Linked DNA regions of Mus musculus: all the other regions are linked to region 3. Evidence: chromatin contacts called from public Micro-C and promoter capture Hi-C data. All regions are on one chromosome and are shown on one strand. The core of a region is the stretch at or near the end of the contact, and the rest is flanking DNA. Distances in the headings are between cores, read along the strand shown. Region 1 overlaps Atl1 (atlastin GTPase 1). Region 2 holds the start of Sav1 (salvador family WW domain containing 1). Region 3 holds the start of Trim9 (tripartite motif-containing 9). Region 4 holds the start of Atl1 (atlastin GTPase 1).

Region 1 (2,827 bases), core at 48-2,547, 410 kb before region 3:
TGTTGTACCTTTAAATTTCCTTGGGCTACATATGTTATGTATTATGGCCCTTTAAGCCAAGGTAAGTCCTGCATGTGAGAAGTCTCTTCACATGTGCTTCCTTTGTACATTTGTTTTATCCAACACATGAGTTTTAGGGCTGGGGTCTACCTTTGGAGCAAGTGCTCAGAACATCATGTGCACACATGACGCACACATGGAGAAGAAAGAGAAACAGGCTTAAAGTGGGAGTTTCTTTGTACTGTGTTTGTAATTTTTAGATATGTAATTACTATAGCCCTGCTTTATATAACGAATGTGTTTTTATTATTTAATCTTAATACTGTAGCATGCTGTTACAGCTGGGGATGAATAGAAGAAATCCAACAAGTAAACGAATCTCCTCTCTCTCTCTCTCCTCTCCCTTCCCATCCCCTCTCTTGGATTCTCCTCCCAGCTTTTCACTGAGTATGGCAGGTTGGCAATGGAAGAAACATTCCTGAAGCCTTTTCAGGTGGGTAAAAGTTGAAGGATGGAAAATTCTTCCTGGATTTTTATGGAATCCATAGCTATGATTTTAATCAGGGTCATGGTTGTTTCCCTTGATTTACTTCATTTAAGAAGCAATCGTAGGCTGTGGTGACACTTGTCTTTGATCCCAGCACTAGGAAGACAGGATGTCTGTGGGTTCAAGGCAGGAAGATTGCTATGAATATGAAACAGATGGATGTCTCTGAGTTCAGGGCCAGCCTGATGTACACTGGACATTATCAAGGCCAGCCAGAGTTACATGGTGAGGAAGAGACCCTGTCTCAGAAGAAGAAAAGGAAGAGTTTTAAATTCCTATTCCATGCTATTTGGTATGAAGATGAGATAGATGTTGGGAAGTAAAAATGTGTCTTAGATATCTGACTCATGTGAGATATCAGCTTTTCCTTGAATTTAGTTGACTGACACCAGAGCAGATATTGGGGAAGAGGCTTTTCAAGTTCCTTTCTTAACATTAACCTCCCTGTCTGAGTGTACGAGCAACCAGCCAGGCTGCTGCTGGTGGAGCCACTGTGTTAGGGGTCTAAGAGTCACTTGTGTTCATCCCTTCAGCTATCAGACCTTTGCAATACCAGATCCCAAAGAATTAAAAAACTCCCGCGCTGGAGGAAGGAAAAGATTGCAGGCCTGCCAGCCAGAGGAGGAACTATCTAACAGGCACCACTGTGCTTTTCCAGTACTGCTTAACTGTGCACAGTTCTTACCTTGTAGTTAAACCTAAACCTCTCAGTACTCCACAATAGGCTTGGGGCGGGGTCACTGGACCCTTTTGTTTGTTCCCCTTTCCGGTGTAGCCACGCTGAATAAGTCCCCTTTCTCATTGTTTTGTCTCTTACTGACATATTGAGAGAATGGAAGCTGGCCAGACTTGCCCTAAAAACTCCAGTAACACTGGGATCAGTGGCTAACATCAAGGTAACATCTGAGCTTGGCTTAAGCTCTGTCAGTTACTGCTGCAGTCCTTCAAGTCCTGCCCTTTACAAGGACAAGAGTTAGAATTGAGTTGGATACCCTTCAGACAGTGCCTGGAGGAAGAAGCAGTTTCCATACCATCTAAAAGCTAACTCCTTCAGCTTAAGCTTCTCAAAGGAAGCCATAGCTAGGCTCCAGATAGGTATAACATCCAAGGTGGGTCCAAGAGGAATGTGAGCCACAGGGTAACCAGTGACTGACAAGGGCCCACAAAGTGAGAAGCTCTTGAGGCAAACACTACTCTGATACAAGCTCTCCATTCTCTGTGGCCAAGTGACAAACGAAGACGACTGTCACAGTTGTGAGGGTGGGGATCTGGGATGGCTTCAGAGTGTACATGTGACTTGGAGGTCTCCTATCAGACTGCATTCAAGACGTCCAGGAGCTGTCTCCTGGAAGAGCTTAGTGGAGGATTCTTTAGGACAGGTCTCAATTTGTCCCTGAAGTCCAGGCAAGGGTAGAGGAGGTGTGGAGAGAGAACAAAACCAAGCCTGCTTTAAAAATCTTCAGTGTGGGTTAGAATATTTTCTGTGCTCTTGTGTTTCTTTTTGGTCCATCTGTCAGGTGGCTTTGAAGTGTTGCATGGCAGCTGGAATATTTCTTTGACTTTTCTACTCTCAGGACTGATGCTTAGATTGTAAATTCCAGAAACAGACCTCAAGTCACTGTTCCTAACACAGGACCAGATAAACCAATAGGAACACACACACACACACACACACACACACACACACACACACACACACACACACGGCTCGGGGGAGGGAACAGACAGACAGACAGACAGGTATTATGTCTTTGGTTAAGAAAAATGCCAGTGTCCTAAAAACAAATCTTTTGCGAATCCTGCTTATTGGTGAAGCATGTAGAGGTTATGAAGTTTCAGTAAGAAGAAAGTTTGGGGGCTGGTGAAACGGCTCAGTCATCTAAGTGCTTGTTCTGAGTTGTGTTTCCTACAGCCAGCCCTGGGCGCCTGGAGACAGGCCACTTCTGGCAGCGTGAGAACCACACCATGTCAACTGTTTACTTGGACAGTTCTGGGCCAGTACAAGATCCTGTCTCAAAAACCAAATGAACAGCTCCTGAGAAATGACACCTAAAGCTGTTTGCTGGTTTCTACATGCATGTTAACACACTTGCAACTCACCACCACACAGAAACACATGTACCTGCACATGCACTAACATACACCAAACACATACATTTAAACAAGCAAGCAATCAAGCAAACAAAACAAAGCAAAAAACTCCTGAGACTGGAGAAATGACTCAGTTCTTCCATGAAGAACTGCTGCTGCTCTTCCAGAGGACCTGTTCCCAGCACCCAC
Region 2 (2,870 bases), core at 343-2,842, 360 kb before region 3:
TGTCAGAAGCTAACACTACAGTAACTTAATATTGGAATAATTAACTGTCGATGACACAAATTCTGTATGGAGTCACTCACTAAAAGACTCAACAAGTGGCATGACTTCAAATGATGCTTAATAAACTTTATTTGCAGCAAAAAGCAAGCTATCACCTAAAAAAAACAGAAAAACAAGCTCTTAAAAATGGTTTCAGTTACTGACACATCCACCCCACCAACTGTGTTGTCTAGCACTCCAACTACTAACAGAACCTGTAAGGCTGGACACATGGTCACAATGGAAAAATATGCTCTCCACCCCTTTCTGCGGGATCTTGGGCAAATACTAGGAACCCCTGTGAGCAGCTTTCCCAATTACAATATGAGGTAATGCTTAATTTAAGTCACACGGTTACTTCCAGTTTCCAAGAAGGAAACTTACACAAGGGGTCCAGCTCCTAGAATGAGAACCAAAGGATTAGCTCTCTGACTACCCAAGAATTTTAAAAAAGGAGAATCAAGGCGTTCAAGTTAAAAACTCAAATATTTTAAACGGAGAAGAAAAGCTACGTACGGGAGGGGACGGAACATATGTCGGAAAGAGGAATAAAGTTAGGAACTTGCCTGGTATGGCTGAAATTATTCTGAATACTTTGCTTTTTTTAATTTTAGGAGCAAAGCCTAATCCAAATACGTTAATGGCTTGTCTACTCTGGGAAATGAAAAGACTCTGGGTAGTGGCTACAAGTATCAGGTTCTTTGCCTCACAAGTCTGTGTCCCGCTGAAGGACTAAGGAATCCAGTCTCTCTCTCGTGTGTGTGTGTGTGTGTGTGTGTGTGTGTGTGTGTGTGTGTGTGTGTGTGTGTGTGTGTGTGTGTGTGTGTTACTTAGGGCGCTGGTAGTGGCTACAAGTATCAAGTCTCTCGTGTGTGTGTGTGTGTGTGTGTGTGTGTGTGTGTGTGTGTGTGTGTGTTACTTAGGACGCTGGTAGTGGCTACAAGTATCAAGTATCAGGTTCTTTGCCTCACAAGTTTGTGTCCCGCTGCAGGACTAAGGAAGGAATCCACTCTCGCGTGTGTGTGTGCGTGTGCGAGTGCGTGAGCCGACGAGTGGCGCTGCGATGGTCGCAAACGCGGGGCCCGGACGTACCCAGCAGAGAGGTGCCCGGGTCGAAGCACTTTTTCCCCAACACCACGGACAGCCATGCATTTCCCAGAGTCGGTCTTCCAGCACCACCCGAGGCTGCGCCGGGTCCCCACCCGCCACCGCCCACGACACTCACTCCGCAGCAGGGGCGACGTCTCCTTCTTCACGTACTTGCCCTGCACCTCGGCCGGCTTAGACACCTCGTTTTTGGTTTTCTTGCGGGACAGCATCCTCGCGGACGACTCCCGCCGCCGCCCCAGCAGCCTCGCTAGGGCCGCGAGCCTGCCGCCCGCCGCCGCCTCCCGGGCCGCCGCCGCCGCCTTCGCCTCGGGTCTCCGCCGCCCGCGCCCGCCCGCAGGCTCCGCCGCATGTTGGCCGCGCTAAGCGCGCCCGCCGCCGCTCAGTCGCAGGGCAGCTCCTCCCGGGAAGTCAGCCGGCTCAACGACGCCGCCCGAGGCCGCCTTGGGACAGGGCCGCGGCCGCCCACCAGGGCCATGGTCCGCCGCCCGGAGCCGCTACCGCTGCGGCCACCGCCTACGTCCGGTAAACTTTCCCCGCGCCGCTGGGAATGCTGGGAAAGCCGACGCGCACGGGCCGCCCCTCCCCCGCCGGGCGCGGACGCGGCTGCGTGCGGCGACTCGCGACGGGCGGGCGGCTAACGGGCCGGGTGTGGCGACCATCGCGGCCCTCAGTGCGGCTGCGCGGGCCGGCTCCCGCCGCTGGGGAGCTGGAGTCCGGGCGGTCCGGAGCCCGCTGGGCGGCGAGCGGCTCTCGCCTTGGACTTGCCTACCGCCCTGCTTCCCGCAACCGCAGCCGCGTGTCCTGGTTGCTGAGGGAAGGCAGCCCTCGGGTGTGCTGGGACCGCGAGGGCTACACCTAGTAACACAGATGACTCTTCTGGTGACAGCGTGACTACTGTAAAAACTGAGTCTCCGTTTCTTCTGTCCTCTTATTATCTCCCCCAACCCTTGGTAGCCCACCCCCTTTTGTGCCCCCCATCCCCATCCGCGCTTTCGGATTAAAAAAGAAGATGGAGTTTCTACAGCTCCTAAGATAAATTTGACGTTAGTGTATTTATTTCATCATTTTAATATGTATTCTTAATAACCACATGCCTTCTCTTGCAGTTAAGTCTTAGAATTTTGAAGCCTTTGAGCACCAGAGTTCAGAACTGGGAGTTTTCTATCTAATATATCAGATTCTACTTTGTTCTCTTTAACTCGCTCAGGTACACAGAATAACTTGGAGAATAAGATTGGGACTCACTCCTCTTGATCAAAGTAAGGCTTTCATAATGAAGAGAATGTGCTTAAAACACAGAAGCAAAACACCAACCTCAGAACAAGACACCAAACTGCTCTTTTTTTTAGCCATGCACAAAGACATTTAATCAGTTGTCTGTCTCCTGTGTTTTTATGAAATGTTTCCTTGTTAAAGGTCCCTATAATCCTATAACAAATATTTTATTGAGCACCCAGCATCCAAGGTGCTGTTTTAGGTGTCTGGGATATAACAACAAAGGTCCTGCGGTTATGGGGAAGAGAGATCACAAAAAATAAAACTAGTAAGCCATAGTATGTAACAGAGTGAGCGCTGAAGGAAGCATAAACAAGAGAGATCCCACAGCTTGGAAAGGGGGTCGGATAATGAAGCCAGTGAGAAGGCAATGCTGGAATTAGCTTGCTATGGTGCTATCTGGAGTGAGGCCTCAGAAGAGCAAATGCAAGTCACTGCAAGTGGTC
Region 3 (2,700 bases), core at 103-2,602:
GCTGTCACCCTAGGAGGGACCGAGTGCTGCAAATCTGGAGGACCCTAGGGCGCGGGGAGTCAGGGGTGGGTTGCATAGGACTCACCTTGTGCAATTTCCACATAGCCCCCAAAGCCTTGACTTCGTGGCTGGAGTGTTTGCCCTCCTCTAGGCACTGGTAGCACACGGGCATCTTGCATTGCACGCAGTACATGCTGTGGTTCTCCAGCTCGTGGTCTGTGCAGGTGGAGACCTTGCGCGGGCTCAGCCGCCGGCTGACGCGGCCCTGGGCCGGGGGCACCAGACGGTGTTTGGCTAGGGGACCCCGGGGCGGGTGGCAGCGCAGACGGCAAGGGTCGCAGTAGAAGACATCGCACTGTTCACACATGACCGTGGCTTCCTTGGGCGCCTTCTCGCAGAGCTGGCACTTGAGGGCCGCGGCTTTGCTCTGTTGGTAGCGGTCGATGACCCCTTCCAGGACGCGGTTCTTGGGGAAACCGCGGAGCCCCCGGTCATCCAGAATGAGGCTGCGGTGGCACTGGGGGCAGGTGATGCAGGAATTGCGGGGCACAGGGGCCAAAGCCGGTGACAGGTGGGTGGGCGGTGGCGGCATAGCAGGGGGGAAAACGCGGACGCCGTTGGGCGACTTCTGGCACGGGGTAGTGGGGGCGCTGGCGAAACCTCCGTAGGAGCCATAGCCGCTGTCCGCCTCGCTGTACAGGCTCATCTTGTCCAGGTCCAGATAATCATAGTCAGAAACCCCAGAGCCCGAGGCCCGGCGGCTCTGGGGGGACTCGGACTCCGGGGTCTGCACCAGGATGTTGCGGGCGCACGCCTGACATAAATTGTGAGAGCAGGGCAAGATGATGGGCTCCCGATAGAAGGAGCCACACACAGGGCATTTTAACTCTTCTTCCATCTCTTCCATGGGGACCTGGCTGGAAGCGAGGCAGCAGCGGCTGCGGCGGAGGGGGCCTGACCTGGCGAAGCAGCCGATGGGCCTGTGGTGGCCAGCACCTTGGCCAGCGGCGGCGGTGGTGGCGCCTTCCCCGGTCGCCTAGGCGCCGACTCCCCAGGATGCGCTCTCTCTGTGAGCCACCGAGCCTCCGCGCTGCGCGCCAGCCCGGGTCCGCCCCCTTCCCACTGCTAGCCCCGCCCCGCCAGGGAGCGGAGGCTCATCGGACGGTGGCCGTGAGAGCTGCTTTCTTATTGGCCTCCCGCCTTGTCCGTCTCCTCTCCTCTGCAGGTCGCTGAGGGCTCTATGAGTCGGAGCTGGAGCCCCGGCATCGCCTGCTGGCTGCTGCGGGATTTTAGGAGGGGGCTGGCGCAAGCCGAGAAGAAGTGGGGCGGGATGATTCATCCTTTCCTACCCCCCTCCACGCTTCCTTCTGAGCTCGGGTGCAGTCACCCCGGAGCAGGGGGCGTGAGAACCCCTCCCGGTCGCGAGTGGGCTGCTGCTGCCTGTCGCCAGCGCTTGGCGCTTGCCTTCCAGCTTTGGTCTGCATGCCGACCCACCCCTTCTCCTTCCGCTGCTGGCGTAGAGCCAGCACCTCCCCCGAGCCTTCCTGGAGCCTTTTGGGCTTTTCTCCAACCCTCAGAAGCAGCTGGAGCGCCCGCATCTCTGGTGTTTAGGGAAGATGGTGGTGTGCCATGGCTGCAGTGTCCCCTTTCTGCATCCCTGGTAGCTTTTTCCCTACCCGAGGCAAAGGCTCAGCATTCCCCCAAAAGCTGTGCCACCATCGCTACATGCTTTAAATGTGCGGAGGCCCTACGCCTTGGAGCAAAGGTACCTCTCACCCTCCCCAACCTCCCGAAGCTCCATCCCCCAGTTTTCGAGAGGCCCCAGGAAGGTTAGTTGAGTTGAGTCAGGCAGTGTTTGTGTATTTCTGAGTGTTTATCGGTTGTTAACTAGCTATGTGAACGAATCGCTATGGTACTGAAGATTCCAAACAATATTATCCAATGTCACATGCCCTTAGCATCTACCATAAATTCCAGAAGAGGGGTGGGATATTATTTCTGCTTCTGTAAGATAACGAGGGATCCAGTGATAGCCCTTATATTCTAACCGATTTCTCTTTCCCCCAAACGGTGCTAGAGATAATAAGTCCTGCCTCTTGCCTGTATAACCCTTGAAATGATGACAATGATAGAATCTTTGAATAAAGATATCAGCCTGCTACTCAATGGGGGAGAATCTTTGAATCTAGTGACATTCCAAGGAAGTAATTTATCTTGGGAGCATACATAGTTAATTTTCCGAGTGATTCATGAAGCAAGTGACAAAAATGGTTTTCAAGTTCGTGGGATCTTCCAAATTTTCAATTTCCAGAAGATAACAATTATTCATAGCTTACTTTATAATTTAAAAGCACTTTTTTTTTTCCCAGAGAAAAGAAGTACTTTCTATAATCTTGATTTTGGAGAAATAGTACAAATAAATTGAATTATCTTGCAAATATATTTTTTAGCACAATGATTACAGTAGTTGATCATTGGTTGTGTGGGAGGAAAATTCACATTGTTATTTAAAACTATGTTAGTCACAGATCCTACAGGGTTTATTCCTAACCCACATTTTAATTAGTTGAGACCGGAGCTGCTAATGTTATATGCAGTCTGTTTATAGGCAAAGTGTTTCTTAAGATTTGATTGGGGCATCATCTATATTAGTGCAGGATATATAGACTATTAGTCCAAAGACACTTTGCTCATGTTAAG
Region 4 (2,813 bases), core at 291-2,790, 450 kb before region 3:
ACTCTGTAGACCAGGCTGGCCTTGAACTCAGAAATCCACCAGCCTCTGCCTCCTGAGTGCTGGGATTAAAGGCGTGCACCACCAACACCCAGGTCAAAAATAAGCTTTTTCTTAATCCCCATAAGGAACTGCACTAACTCTGCCCCTTTGGGACAAAGAACAAAAGCCATGAGGGAATATTGGACAGTGTTTTCCTCTGAACCCTTCAAAAACTTAGCAGACTTAAGAAATCGGTTTGCTTTGCTATGGCATGTTTTTTGTTGTTGTGTAACGGCAGATTACAAATTTATTATTATTTGTCTTAATATAAGAGACCAGTAAAAAGGGTAGCAGTAATTATCCACTCATGATTATGGAATGCTATAAATCCCATAGAGAGGAATTAGTTTAGTAGGAAAACCCCATAAGTTATATTCATTATTATCAACCAGATACAAAATGCCTAAACTTCTGCCAGGTGACAAAGGTCTTCCTCTAAATATGTTTAAATTTCATTACACTTTGTTTATTTCCTGGGAGTGTGTGAGTGTGTATGTGTGGGGGATCCGTGCTTCCACCAAGAGAATCCGGGGACCGTTCTGGGGTCCTAAGTAAGGTTTGGCTCTAAGGGCCTTTAACACCCTGAGCCACCTCACCGGTCCCCAAAGACATCTTCCTACAGGCTGTCATGTTTACACACAAATCCTTTTACTCCAGAACCAGATTACTTACAGTTGACAATTTAGAGTCCGGTTCCACAGAGATTTTTTTCAAGGCAAGTTCACCCAAACCAGTACAGGACGCAAAGGTCTAGATTTACAATACTCTTTCCTATCTACCGCCTTCCGCGAAGCATTTTCCCCCCACATCAACACCAAACCATCCTCCGGAATAACTTCAATACCATAAATACGCCTTAAAACCACAAAAAAAGCTCAGCCGTGGTCTGGAAGGTGCGGTTAAGTCTGCCGGTCGCTAGCCTTAGAACCGATGGGGAACCCAGGGTGCTCGGAACGGTGCGGCGGGCTCCGGGCCGCTTCCTGGCCGGACGCTGTGGTCCGGCGCATCCCGGGGGTGCCCCACGTTCGCAGGCCGGGCCGGGGCCTCACCTTGTACACGTCCCCGTAGGTGCCGCTGCCGACCCTCTGCACCAGCTCGTAGTCGTGCTGCGGGTTCCGTCTCAGGATGTCGGCGGCAGGCCTCAGCGGGGCCTCCATCTTCGCTGCGCCCAGTCCGGGGCTCTGCCCGCCGCAGCCGTCTCCCGCTAACGAGGGCGCGCGGCGCTTCCCAACATGGAGCCTCGGCTCGCAGCTGCGCCTGCACCGGCGAGAGCGAGCGCGGGGGGCGTCACGGGGCGCAACCCCGGCAGCCTCCGGGCCTCGTCGGTCCCGCCAGGCCCCGCGCCGGCCGTACCCGAGAGGCCGTCCGTTCTTGGCCGAGCGCCGGCGTCGGAGACCCGCGTCTTCTCCGAGACGGCCGTGCGCACAGTCGCCGCCGCACCACGTTCCCCACCCGCGGCTGCGTCACCGGGAGACACGTTCGCGGCCGGCGCGGATCGAGCCTGGCCCGCCCGAGAACGCAGGCCGCGGGCCCAGACTGCCGCCCTGAGGCCCGCCGAGTGCACAACACCCTGGACGCCGCCGCGCCCCGCCTCCCAGCTGCTTGCGGGGCGCCGGAGGCGTTCGTGCGGCGTCTGACCCGCCCAGCCTCGGCCAGGATTCGCCCAGTGGCCGGCGGACTAGAGGAGGAGGGTCTGTCCGCAGGCCTCCGGAGCGCTGCCTTCTGCTTCCTTTCGGTACAGGTAAACTGAGGCCGCCCGGGCAGGAGGTGGGGGAGTGCCGGGTTAACTAAATGCCGGCACACCCGACTGCACCGTCCTGTTCCACACACTGTTCCCGGTGGTACCAGTTCCGAGGCTGGACCGCACACCTGCAGAACCTGTCTTCCACCAGGGTTTCCCAGAGCCATTTTTGAAAACCCCAATTCCTTTCGAAGTTTCTGTGGTCTCTGGGCATCACCGCAATATTGCAAGTGTTAATGGGAGGAGTTTTAGAGATGCTAAAGCAAAGCTAGGGACCTTTGTCTGATTCTGCTTCCAAAGTAGGTGATCTGGGACAAGGCATACGTGGCAACATCCCAGTGTCCTTATCTGTAGCTGGAAGAGGATAGGTTTTGCATTTGACACCCGAGAAATGTTTGTAAACCATTTTTACAGCATTGTAAAGAGGAGTGTAAAATGTAAGAGGCTTTAAAATGTAAGAGGCCTAACTAACAATGCCCAAAATATTGGGCAGGAGTTATGAGAAGTGATTTGGTTAATGTTTCAATCTCTTTTGTAATTTGAGTTCCAGTCTTGTTCTTAAGGTAGAAATGAAGTTGCCAATTTTATGTATACTGGTAAAGTTACTTCTAGAGTCTTACAGAGATTTTCAGTTGGAAAACCAGATAAGGACTGGAAAGATGGCCCAATTGTTAGCAGCACCGGCTGCAGCTCAGAGGTTGATTCCCAGCACCTGCGTGGCGGCCCACTCCTCATTAACTCCAACTTGGGATCCAGAGTGGGCTGGGAGGGAGGGCCAACGCCCTCTTCTGGCCTGTGTAGGCACCACATATGCATATGGTGCACAGCTGTACATGCAGGCAAAACACAAAATTAAATAAAAATGTAAGAAAATTGAAAAAACTAGAAAAAAAAACGACAACAGAACAAATTTCAGATGACACGTGACTCCAGACACACTCTAATTCTGTTTTGAGAAATAACTTCTTATAGCTAATAAATGAAGAAATTAAATTAACACCTTAACGGAACAGAGACTGTATGCATTTTCTCG

Evidence for each region. Promoter capture Hi-C pulls out the DNA fragments that hold promoters and counts their contacts. A called contact is a pair of places that touch in the nucleus more often than the background predicts.
Region 1: a Micro-C map of embryonic stem cells shows a contact between it and region 3, with 1.8 times the contacts expected there. The contact joins the enhancer-like site here to the promoter of Trim9 in region 3. A contact is called at or near these places in 5 of 39 promoter capture datasets (cranial neural crest, embryonic stem cells, hippocampal neurons and 2 more) and 1 of 484 Hi-C or Micro-C datasets (embryonic stem cells).
Region 2: a contact with region 3 is called in a promoter capture Hi-C map of embryonic stem cells, with 2.9 times the contacts expected there. The contact joins the promoter of Sav1 here to the promoter of Trim9 in region 3. A contact is called at or near these places in 6 of 39 promoter capture datasets (cranial neural crest, embryonic stem cells and stem cell-derived epiblast-like cells), 1 of 484 Hi-C or Micro-C datasets (embryonic stem cells) and 1 of 115 datasets of contacts at active chromatin or transcription factors (embryonic stem cells).
Region 4: a promoter capture Hi-C map of embryonic stem cells shows a contact between it and region 3, with 4 times the contacts expected there. The contact joins the promoter of Atl1 here to the promoter of Trim9 in region 3. A contact is called at or near these places in 9 of 39 promoter capture datasets (the 3T3-L1 cell line, the HPC-7 cell line, cranial neural crest and 5 more) and 1 of 484 Hi-C or Micro-C datasets (embryonic stem cells).

What each region holds. Positions count from the first base shown.
Region 1 is chr12:69,936,639-69,939,465 of GRCm38.p6, forward strand. It overlaps Atl1 (atlastin GTPase 1), which reads left to right. Exons shown (of 15, transcript NM_178628.5): 7 at 437-493. Among named protein-coding and RNA genes, the nearest start is that of Gm52003, 35 kb to the right of the region's middle. Within about 2 kb of position 1,298, at least 8 of the 459 cell types and tissues checked have an H3K27ac peak or open chromatin away from gene starts, as enhancers often do. A contact at or near this core is called in embryonic stem cells, where this site is marked.
Region 2 is chr12:69,985,410-69,988,279 of GRCm38.p6, forward strand. Sav1 (salvador family WW domain containing 1) reads right to left here and starts at 1,593. Exons shown (of 5, transcript NM_022028.2): 1 at 1,265-1,593. The coding sequence starts at 1,358.
Region 3 is chr12:70,346,262-70,348,961 of GRCm38.p6, forward strand. It overlaps Trim9 (tripartite motif-containing 9), which reads right to left and starts at 1,353. Exons shown (of 14, transcript NM_001286388.1): 1 at 86-1,353. The coding sequence starts at 907.
Region 4 is chr12:69,891,565-69,894,377 of GRCm38.p6, forward strand. Atl1 (atlastin GTPase 1) reads left to right here and starts at 1,541. Exons shown (of 15, transcript NM_178628.5): 1 at 1,541-1,780. Map4k5 (mitogen-activated protein kinase kinase kinase kinase 5) reads right to left here and starts at 1,599. Exons shown (of 32, transcript NM_201519.2): 1 at 1,089-1,599. The coding sequence starts at 1,196.